Linked DNA regions of Mus musculus: region 2 is linked to region 1. Evidence: chromatin contacts called from public HiChIP or PLAC-seq data. All regions are on one chromosome and are shown on one strand. Each heading gives the region's core, a stretch centred on a gene start, on an enhancer-like site or on the middle of the called end of the contact. The rest is flanking DNA. Distances are from core to core; before and after follow the strand shown. Region 1 overlaps Gm25136 (a long non-coding RNA gene). Region 2 overlaps Grin2b (glutamate receptor, ionotropic, NMDA2B (epsilon 2)).

Region 1 (5,746 bases), core at 665-3,164:
CACGGGCTAAGACCAGGGTGTGGCCTGTGATCTGCAGAGCCTCACTCTGCTGACTTATCCTGCTCTAGATCCCACCATTCCTGGCTTGAGCCACCTCCCCTTGTCCCTATAGGTAACAAAGGAAGACTGAGTCTTCATACAACTCGCAAGAAGCCTGTCCTCTGCTTCTTGCATGTTTAAGAGTCACTATAGCCAGGACTGGTGGCACAGGACTGTAAGTCCATCTACTCAGGAGGCTGACGCAGGATGGATGCATGTCCAAGACCAGGTATTCTGTGTAACCTGTTTATAAAAGAGAGCAGAAGGCCCAGAGTGGGGAAAAGAATATAGTGTAATGAAAGAGCATTTACCTGATATACATAAAGTCCTAGGTTCAACCCCCAGGGCCAGCAAAACAAAAGCAAAAACTAATCCATCCGAATGCAACAGCCTGCCTAGAGAATGGAGCTTATGATCCCTGTCCTGAAGAGAATGGATTTGAAACCACCTGGACCTTTATTCTCTTTGAATTGAGTGAAGCACCTAATTTGACAGATCTTGAGGACCAGGAGATGGACATCTTTTTTGGGGGGGGGGGCTGTTAGTCTGCCCTCCACAATCCAATAATAAATTAAGAGTGAAATCAATACCTAGTCTCTAGGCAGCTGGGACATGACAAACATGGCTCTGTCAGGCCTTGTCCTTCTCCCCCATTCCCTCTGCCTTGCTAAAAACCATGAGATGACGTCCCTAAAGCTACCTACCAAGATCTATCCCCTTATTTGGTCAATTCCTCCTCCTGAGACGGACTACCAAGATCCAGCTATCAAAATATTGAAGTCCAGCAATCAAAAACTCCCCTTGGCCCCACAACTAACATGCCCAATTACAATTAAACAACTCATCTTAACACAGGGTTTCCTGCTTTATCTTTAAAACCCATCATCTGACTATGGGCCATGTCTGTCTCTTCTCTATCTAGAGGGAGCTCTTTATCCCACTGGGGGACAAATAGTTCTACCCCCCTCTCCCTCATCTTCTAGCTCCTGTCTTCATCTCTTATTCTCTGCCCTTTGTCCCTCCAGGACAAATAAATCTATTTTGTGCTGAGAGTTTGTTTTGGGGGTGTCTTGAACCAACTCTGAGGTTCTTTACAAAAATAAGTATGAAGAAATCTTACAAAATACTGTGCCTCCACACTTAACCTCCTTCTTCAAATTTTGTGTACCTGGCTGCGAGTCTCCCACAGCTGCAGAGTGTCAAGCACTGACTAGGGTCCTGCTCAGAGCACCTACCCTGACCTTCCCCGGCTGCCCTTCCCCTTTTCTCCGCCTAGGGAAAAGAAGAGGAAAGAAAATATACTGACCATTCAGAAAGGAAAGGATGGATTTGGGACCACAGAGAGGTAGTGAACAAAACAGATCCCACATCTGTGTTCCTGGCCACAGCCAGCTAGGCCCCCTAGCTCCTGGGAACCATCAAAGTCGGTGAATGAAGCTATAACGTGCCAGCGACAGCAGGAAGACAATGATTGGTGGGATGAACACTCGGAGAAGATAAAACTCTGGTCCTGTTCATATTAAATGCTTTTCAGTTTTTATCGTAATTAAATGTTTTTTAAAACGTTAATGGAATAAATTGGACTTGACTTCTCCGTTCTCCAGATCCTGCAATTATGCCCAAGGCCTGTCTTGAAAGGGCGCCAGAGGGTGATGGATTAGCTCTAAAATAAATCAAATTTCCCCCCGCTTTCGAGTTAGGGAAATATAATGAGCATTCCGTCTTGCCTCTAGTGATGGAGGTGCCGCATGACTTCGCTACGGTTATTCTACTAGGAGCAGCCTGAGGAATAAGCTCGCCAATATAGTGTCATAAACCAAACTCCACCAGGGCATTAAACCTGTGTTGCCACAGTGCAGTGGGTGAAAGGGCCCGGGCAGCATTTCTGCCCAGCTGCCTCCTCTTGCCAAGACTCCCTCCCAGTAAATATCTAGCTAGCAGCTCTTGGAAATGAGCTGGGCACCGTGCCAGCCAGACTCCCAGCTTGCCAGGACAGGCAGTACAGAGGGCCAGGCACCTGTTCCCTGTACATTTGCTGGTATAGGGCACTGCTGACTAGTGGGGGTAGGAAAGTCTCTGGGTGGGATCCAGGAGAGCCAGCACTCCATTAGCGCAGGCCTGAGTCAGCAACAAAGCCTCCCAGATGGGTCTGAAAACATTGACGCTGAAGCCTAGGCCAAGGGCAGTTCCCAGCCTCTGCCTGCGGTCAGGGACTGAAGGCATCTGAGCTTACTAATGTGGGCTCTTCTTTCTTCCCACTGAACCTGAGCTGAACAAGTAAAACCAAAGACAAGCAGCCAGGCCTAGTGATGCACACTGGTAACCATGAGTGCTTAGGAGGCCGAGGCAGGAGGACAGCAAGTTCAAGACATCCTGGGCTCTTTAATGAAAACTTACCTCAAAATAAAAACTCCTTGTTTTGAAAACCTGGTGGACCACTGGGCCAGTATGTGGGATGCCCTAGTTCTGTCAACAATGTCACAAAGAAAATGAGGAGGGGGAGGGAGAGAAGGAGAGAGAAGAGGAAAAATGAGAGGAGGAGAGGAAAGAGGAGGAAAGGAGAAGGAAGAAGAGGAGGAGATAGCAGCTTCCTGTGACAGGCCTTCCTATACATAACCCCCATTGTGCTCATCTTCCTGTCAACACCCGCTCAACCTTCCCTGCCCTTAGAAACCTTCAACACCTGCCCTCAGTCACATTTATATGCCATTTACTGGTGTGGCACCTGGGTCCCCTTTGAATAGAGCAGTCATCAAGGCCTTAGTTATAGAGACCGATGAGTTGCAAATAGTAGTGTTTGGAAGCTACTTAGGAAAGATATTTCCAGCCATTAAGGTTTCAGACTGAGGGCCAATCTGACAACATCTACATCAGACACGCTCTGTTTTGATCTTTCTTGTGCTTCACTGTGGTTGTAAGGCTGATCCACATCTTCAGAATTCTATTTCTATGGAGCCCTTGAGTATGATCATGGCAAGAAGCCAGCGAAAGTGCTGGAACAACCCTGGAGCTCTTTCCACCATGGGGTCTGTTTCAGATATAAAATGTGACTGACCACAGTGCTCTAGGTGAATGGGTGAGCAAGGTCATTCTTTGGGCAGGGGGAACCAAGACCTCTCCCTCCCTGTGGAATGGCAAGAGTAGACTGTTTAGTGACCTCCAAGGAGCAAGCCTGGGAGGAGGAGGCAGGGTTACCCAGACCTTAAGATGACACTGTCATGACAAAAAAAAAAAAAAAAAGACTCTGAGACCAAAGCCAACCCCCTTTCCTGGAGCTGGTGTGTGTGTGTGTGTGTGTGTGTGTGTGTGTGTGTGTGTGTGTGTGTATGTGTGTGTGTATGTGTGTGTGGTATCCTGTAACCGACCTCTTTCCATGCACCAACCACAAGTTCCACCAAAGCTAAAGAATTACTTGGCACCCAATCCTCTACCTGGCTTCTCACTGGGTAGGATGTCCCTCCTGCATCTGGTTGGATTAAATTTCTTCATCTGGATGGGTTTCTCTCTTCTAATTATTTTAGGGAGAATCTTGAATCTTCTACTTCCTTCCTATGCCCCTGGTCCAGAGTGTTATTCCACAAGCCACCTGCTTGGCTGTGTCCTAGAACAAAATTCTCAAACTTGGGTCATGGCCTGACAAGGAGTTGCGTCAGTAGATGTCAGAGGAAAAAGAAAAGGGGGTTGAGTCAATTGAAAATTAAATGTGTAATGAGTCCATCACCCATGTTACATCACACAACTTCATTGCAGCCTTGGTCCTGAACACTGCATGCCCATGTGCACATGCCTTCCTTCATACCATGCCCCACAAACTAGTGATACTTTGACACCCTCCAACTCAAATCTGAGCCTGCAATATGGATGAAATGCAGTGTTTTTACCATGCATGCAAAATCTCCTGTTCTTATAGAAGCATAATGGTTTAATTATGGAAAATAATGTCTTTTAATATTTTCAGACTATCATTTCTCAGCAAGTAAGCATCAAATTAGTATGTCTTTGCATCATATTGCACTAGACCAACAAACATACCCATTTCATTCATATGCAAATTTGCCTTTTGTCCTTAACAAATAGTAAAATTACATGCATATCAAATAACTGTTTCAAGATAGTCTCTTGATTTATTATGAGCAAATATTTGATTCATACACCTTTTGTTTATATGTACAATATGTGTGTGCATGCATTTGTGTATGTGCATGCATCTGTGTGTGTGCATGTATTCATGTGCGTGCATGCAGGCAAGTACAGCATATGTGGAAGTCAGATGATAATATCAGCTCTCTCTCCTCACCTTCCATCTCCTTGGGAGACAGGGTCTCTTTCTTATGTTTTCAAAAACTGGCTGGCACAGGGCTACCAGGGATTCGGTCTCTACTTTCTGTCTCCCCATAGGATCACTGTCACTATAGACAATCACACTATTCATCCCACCTCTACATGCTTTATGGGGCCTCATCCACTGAGCCATATCCCCAGCCCTGTATTCCTATTTTATGTTCCTATACACCCAAGAAATTCTCAGGGGAAGGAGGATCACAAGTAGAAAATTAAAAAGCCCTGTCCTAGGGCACCATGCTCATCTCTGTGAGTATCCTGTATTCATCTGTTCATTATGGGAGCTGCGTGCCTCAAAGTTCTTAGACAGACCTACTCCTGTTCTCAATGCCGTTTGATACCCAGGCCTCATCTCCACACTCTTGATTTTCTCTAGCCTTGTTACCCTCACCATCTAAGATGAGGCTACTAGGCAGCATGTCTGGTGTCTTTTATAAATTGTCTTAGCTCCCTTTCTGTTGCTGTGATGAAACACCATGGCCAAGGCAACTTATGAAAAGAAAGCATTTCGTTGGGCTAACCAGAGGGTTAGAGTCCATCCATGATAGAGGCAGAAAGCATGGCTGGAGGAATAGCTGAGAGCTCACATCCTGAACCACAAGCAGAAGGAAGATATATAGGGTGAGATATAGGGAGGTTTTGAAAGCTCAGATTCCAACCTTATGGCATATGGCGTACCTCCTCCTACAAGACCACGGCCTCTAATTCTTCCAAAATAAGTCCACCAAATGGAGAACCAAAAGTTCAAATGTACAAAACTATGGAGGCTATTCTCAGTCAAGCATTCACATGAACAAAGCCAGAATTTCCATTTCTGGATAACCGCTGTCCCCAAGTGAGTAGCAGGGACAAGGGCCATTTGTTTCAACAATACTTTCATTGCTCCACTTTTAAAACTGTCTGTGGGATCAGCATCACTTAATTTGGAATATCCCATTTCTGTTCAGGCTCTGCTGTCTGCTCACAAGTCCAAGGTTTTGGGGGAGCTTTTGATTTCCTTTGGAGAAGAGCTGGTAAATAAAGTCAGCTTTGTTATTAAGACACACACACACATAATCATACACAGAGAGACACACACAGACACATAGATACACACAGACACACATACATATACAGACACACAGAGAGACACATACAGACTCAGACACACACAAAGGCTGAGGGAGCAGAGAGAAATGCAGTATACAATGGAATACTTCTAGCATTTAATGTGATGCTGTAAAAGATCACATAAAGCCATGAGAATTTCATGGAGATGAGGCTGTGGCAAGGGGAGTGTCTGAGTTAGGGTTTTACTGCTGTGAACAGATACCATGTCCAAGGCAACTCTTATAAGGCTTATAGGTCCAGAGGTTCAGTTCAGTAT
Region 2 (5,752 bases), core at 352-2,851, 610 kb before region 1:
AGGTAGGTTTCTGGTTTCTGAGGTCTAGATGCAGTGGAGATGTTAACTGTCTGTGACTATTAGCCCGATTCACCTGCCCATCTGGTGGGTCAACTTCTCAGGATGTGTAGACCAGAGAGGTGTGCTCAGGGGCCTTCTTTGCTTTGCTTGGTGTTCCGGTACCTTTTTTCTATCCTGTCACTCTCTAGCCCTGTCAGCTGAGGTTGGCAGGGAAGAACTCAAATGATTTTGTTGTCTCCTGGTAACAGCTCTTCCTCACTGCTCCCAGCAGTGTGGTTGTTTGCCCTCTCTGTGTTTTACTAGCATGTATTTGAAGTTCTAAGACCCCTTTGCTTTCTCTTATTTACGCGTCCTTCTTCCTTCTCCCAGAAGCTCACGAGCTCCCCAAGGGCAGGGAGAGATGTGTATTCATCTTGGAATCATTTGTACTCAACGCAGAGACAGGCATCTGATAGATGCGGGATAACCCTGGGAGAATGAGCTGGGACAGGATGCACAGTGTTTATCAGTCAGAGGTGCTTTTTGTTATTTTATTTTTTATTTATTTATTTTTTGCCTGATGGTATAGAATGAGGTAATGGTATGCTGGGAGATGTAATCAAGAACTCGAAACTCAGTAGGCAACTACTCTGTCCTCATCCCATAGATGAAGAAGCTGAGATCTGGGGAAGTGATTGTCCCAAGGTTATGTAGCTCCTTAATGCTGACGTTTCCTGCTATCCACCATTGATGGTAGTGAGAACTGGGGATTGTTTGTGCACTTTGCATATCTACATCATTCCATCTCAAACTTTATTGCATACAGAAGTCATGGGGGCTTGCGGGGTGCTATTAAAATGCACATCCTGATTTGATAGGTTTTTGGTGAGACCTGATATTCAAGTTTAGCATGTCAGAGTTCTTGTATGACCAGGTTCAGGTCCACACCCACTATACATCTGAGCACCATCATAGTTAATGCCTAATCTCTTCATTAAATCTTGTGGCATCCACAGCATCTCTGCTTTGATTATTTTTTTTTCTAATCAGAAAAAATATGTTTAATTTTATCCGTTTATTCTACTTTTTTTGTTTATAATTCTTCTACTCAAGTACCCCTTTTTTTGTTTCCTCTATACCTTCTTATTTCTGGGCTTTCTTATAATGGATTGTCTTCTCATTTTCTCCTGCTTCTTAGTTTATTTCTTATTAACATCCATTTATCTTTTCTCATGCACACAGCAATTGCCTTATTTCATTTATCTGTATGTTTTATGCTCTGTTCAATTATTCAATAAATACTTGATAAAAAGGCAATATTAATCAAGCTATGAAAAAGAATTGGCTCTTCATATTGCAGTAGCAGATAAGCTATATCCTGGAGGTCTTCAAGGACACAGGGTGAAGAAACCTTCACTTATTTAAGACCTTTCAATGCAAGTTGGTGGGGAAGAGGTTTGGAGGGATTCATGGAAGGAGTTGGTGGTTGAATTGTTTCTTGAAGAACAAACAAGAGTTTTGGAGGCAAGGAAGGACAAGCCATTCCGTGAGAATGCATTGGCTGCTATAGTCAGGCTGCTATAGACACCCATCCTCCTGTCTTGCATCCCTGAGGACCAGAGCAGGACTGTGCTGGTTCCCTAGCTCCGAGACTCTGACCACAAAGGACCAGGGTAGAGGGAGGGCTGAGGCTCTCTAATTTCTGCTTTGGCGAGTCTACAGTTAATGAATCCTCACCCGGTTTGTTAGACTTGCCTCTAGAATGAGCAAATGATGTAGTTTTCATTTTAGACCACTGGATTGCAACTAACTTTATTGATGGCCATTACAAAGAAAGGGACAGCTGTTAGCTGATTCGTGTCCAAGGAAAGAGCTGGATCCCAGCCCAGGCCAGGCTACTTGGAATGAAGGACCAGCCGGGCCCCATGTGTTTCTTGAGTAGTGAGGTAGAGTGCCGCACCATTCATCCGCTAGCAGCTTTCTGTAGCAGCACAGAGGGGCGAGGAGAACAGAGGTGCCCATTATTCTCAGGCACTCCATGACACATTTTAGTTGCCTTATTGGAGTGGCCTGATATTGTAGATATTTTTACTTTGAGGGATGCCTGGATGTAGGGATGATGGGTGACATCTCGGTCACCTTTTGGTTAAACTGTCACATGGGTGCTTAAGGAAAGATGAATTTGAATGGATTCTTTGCTAAGTTGTATTTCATCTATTTCTAGTCCCCATTCCCCACTCTCCCCATCTCTCTGTACGTGGTGAAATTTATTAATTTTATTAGGAAAAGCTTATTATTAAGCTTGGTCTGAAGATTTCTTTTAATTTTAATTTTTGCAGTATTGGGGATTCAACCTAGGACCTTGTGTATGTATACTAGGTAAGATAAGCACTTCAGCACCAAGATGCATGTCCTATGTATGTCTCCCACTCATTTAAAACACTTCTGTTTTTGAGGCCAAGTACTCAGGGTGGTCTTGAATTTATTCTGTAGTCTACAATGGCTTTGGACTCATGATCTTCCCCTGTTAACGTCCCTAGTGGCTGGGATTTTAGGCAAGTGCCACCAGGACTAGATTTCATTCTGGAGACACTTTTAAGGTCCATTTCACATAAAGAGTATGGTGGGAATGAAGATACAGGGGTGAATAAATATCTTGACTTAAAGGTCGTGTGTTCTAAGGTGACTGGAGGGGCAGGGAATAGAAACAGAGCAATAAGCTATTCTTTCTCTGGTTAGTTGAGGATGGGGTAGAGCAGAGGCTCGGCTGGACCCAAGGAATAGCAGATCAGGAAAAAGAGAGAAGTGATTGGCCTTGTCCTTCCTTGGGGATGGATGCTTAAGAGAAAGAAAAACCTCCAAAGGACAGAGTGGTGAGGCCAGTGTGTGTCTCCACACATGCTCCTACTCTGGCCTCCTCCTCCCACCCCTGCTCATTCTCCCCCAAGTAGTCTCTGATCACTGGCCCACTAGGACTGCAAATTCATAATTCTGTTTTTTCAATGCCAAGTTTCAAGTTCTCATTCTTCTTTTTGTAGACCCTCTCAGCACTTTAACTGGGTGGATTATTTTAGGAAATGAGGAGATTTTTATTTCTTTTGAGTCATGGGACTTAGTGAAATACTGTTGTTTAAAAGCATTGTATTATTAGCAAAGTGGGGAAGAACCATTCCTAGGGTTTACATGGCATCTTTAATCCTCCCTTCCCACAGTTCCCTTGCCTCTGTGAAAGTGACCAAGCTTTCTAAAGTAAGACTCCCCCCTTATTATGCCATGATCTGCTCATATACATTACAGCGTCTGGGCTAGAGATCAGAACACACACACGCTAATTCTTCACCAACACCAAACATACTGCAGGTGCGGTGACTTACCTACTCTGAACACTGGCCTGAATCACTAAACACATCAAATGTGAGATGCATTGAAAGGTTATACAATTTAGATCCAGTGTAGCCTTGATTTGTATGTGTGTGTGTGTGTGTGTGTTTGTGTATGTGTGTGTGTGTTTGTGTATGTGTGTGTCTCTGTGTGTGTGTCTGTGTGTCTGTTTGTGTCTCTGTGTGTTTGTGTGTGTGTGTGTGTGTGTGTGTGTGTGTGTGTGTGTGTATGTACATGTCTGGTCCAGAGATGAACAACACACACAATGCTGACAATCACAAGCAGCGTGTGTGTGTGTGTGTGTGTGTGTGTGTGTGTGTGTGTGTGTGTGTGAACAGTAGGTCTGCACAATGAATCTTAAATTCGTGCTTCACTTGCAGAGGATAAACCTTGAGTTAGCCAGTGATGGGCACTTACTGCGCCACAGATCTTGGGAGCACAGGTCACCCCCTTTGTAAGTCAGGCGTCTTTGTGGGGTTCAGTCTCATTATCCAGCAGATGACTGAGCAGGTGGTCTTGGGGGAGAAATTTATATTTGTGTCTGTGCTGCTCCTTGCTTCACGACTGTGTGTAAAACTTCAGCTCTGGGTCTCAGACTCCTCACCCAGTAACGGGGGCGATACAACCTTACATCCTTCCTTAGCCTTTGTTAGCCTTCGTTCTGCATCAGAGCTGAACTGAAAACAAATTTTAAAAGCTGAGCAACCAAAAAAGAATCATCATCATGTGACCCTAAACCATTCAAAGAAAACTCCCAGGAAGGGACTGGGGAGATGGCATAGCCAGGAAAGCTCGAGAGCCTGAGTTCTAGCCCCAGAACACAAGTAAGAAAACTGAAGTTGGATTTAGCACCACATACATGCAATCCCAGCCCTGGGGAACCCTGGTGTTCACTCCCAGCCTGTCCAGCCTGCCAGATCAAGGCGATTGAAAATCCCTACCATGAAGAACAGTTGTGCTTGCAAAATGATATTTGGAGGTATCCTTTCACCTCCAAAAACACCTACAGTCTAAACATACCCACACATACAGGAACACACACTCACACATGGACACACTCAGGAATACACACATATATACACACACAAAATACACAGTCATACACACACACACACACACACACACACACACACACACACAATCTCAGGAAGAATTCCAACAGTGGCCATTTTTAAAAGTCCCTTAGTGGAGTCTAATGTTACCTTATTTTATTTTATTTTATTTTATTTTATTTTATTTTATTTTATTTTATTTTATTTGAACTCTCACTACGTAGCCCAGGATGGTCACAAACTCATTGTCTAGCCCACACTGGCTTCAAACTTATTATAGCCCTGCCTCTTAAGAGCTGAATTAAAGGTATGCACGTTTACTAGGCTATGTGTGGCCATATTTGAGACCCTTCCATTAGCTGGTTGACAAGGCAGGTGTTAGCCCTGATTATGACACGATCTAGCAATTTGATTGTATAGAGAGACCCTGTAGAGAGCCAGGGATGTGAGGGGATTCAATGCAAAGAGTGTACACAGAGTTTGAGGCCTGGGTTGCACTAAACTCAGCACCCCCTGACCATGTGCCTGAGCTTTCCCAATGTTGACATGGGCCTGGTTTTAATGTTAGGAAGCATAAGACGAAGACTTTCCCTGACACCCCAGGACAGGTGTGGCTGTGAAATAGGGCGAGCAGCCTCCACTTCTGCCAGCATGCTCCGTTCCACTTAGTCGGTATTGAGGGTGCCCCATTTCTTGTTTCAGAGAGAGAGAGAGAGCCCCATTTCACTCCTTTGTACACTGTAAATGCAGGAAAACTATTAATAAATGGGGCTGGATAAGCAGCCCCTGATTGACTGGTGAGGGCCCTGAATGGTGCAATTATCCCGGAGCAGTTGGAATTCACTAGGCCCCGTTGCCCTCCCTCTCTGTGCCCGGAGTGGAATATTAAAGGCATGGAGGGAAGGCAGAGGGTAGGAGGCATTAAGACGTCGCTCTTCCTGACTGTAACTTTAGTCACCGATTATTAGGCTGGCTGGGCTAATAGTTTTTTCGCATCCTTCCTTCTCAGCTTCCTCCCTTCCCCGTTTTAAAATAAATGTGAATCTAAATGTACAATGGCAAGAACAGAATCCAGATTTATGGGTCTGTTTTCTTTTCAAAGACAAACCATTGTTCTCTTTTGGACATCTGCTAATAGCCACTGGGGATGGGGACGGGGATGTGGGAGGGATGGCTGGATGCTAGTGGTGTTCAGAGCACTAAATATTTAGGGGAGAAACAGCCAAAGATCTGAATTTCAGAGTACCTGCTGGGTGGCCTTTTGTGTGCAGAACATTCTGAACTTGAGGACATTGTAGCACTAGCCCTGGGAATGGCTCTCATGTGGCTCAGGCCTCCTT

What was found. HiChIP or PLAC-seq counts read pairs in DNA pulled down with a chosen protein or histone mark.
Region 2: a contact with region 1 is called in an H3K4me3 HiChIP or PLAC-seq map of embryonic basal ganglia, with 3 times the contacts expected there. The contact joins two enhancer-like sites. A contact is called at or near these places in 1 of 39 promoter capture datasets (hippocampal neurons) and 4 of 115 datasets of contacts at active chromatin or transcription factors (astrocytes, embryonic basal ganglia, embryonic forebrain and 1 more).

Annotation. Positions count from the first base shown.
Region 1 is chr6:135,555,974-135,561,719 of GRCm38.p6, reverse strand. All of the region lies in intron 1 of Gm25136 (a long non-coding RNA gene), which reads right to left. Among named protein-coding and RNA genes, the nearest start is that of Gm25136, 32 kb to the right of the region's middle. Within about 2 kb of position 1,914, at least 97 of the 459 cell types and tissues checked have an H3K27ac peak or open chromatin away from gene starts, as enhancers often do. A contact at or near this core is called in embryonic basal ganglia and hippocampal neurons, where this site is marked.
Region 2 is chr6:136,161,775-136,167,526 of GRCm38.p6, reverse strand. The region is part of intron 3 of Grin2b (glutamate receptor, ionotropic, NMDA2B (epsilon 2)); the gene reads left to right. Among named protein-coding and RNA genes, the nearest start is that of Gm26653, 8.4 kb to the left of the region's middle. Within about 2 kb of position 1,601, at least 24 of the 459 cell types and tissues checked have an H3K27ac peak or open chromatin away from gene starts, as enhancers often do. A contact at or near this core is called in embryonic basal ganglia and hippocampal neurons, where this site is marked.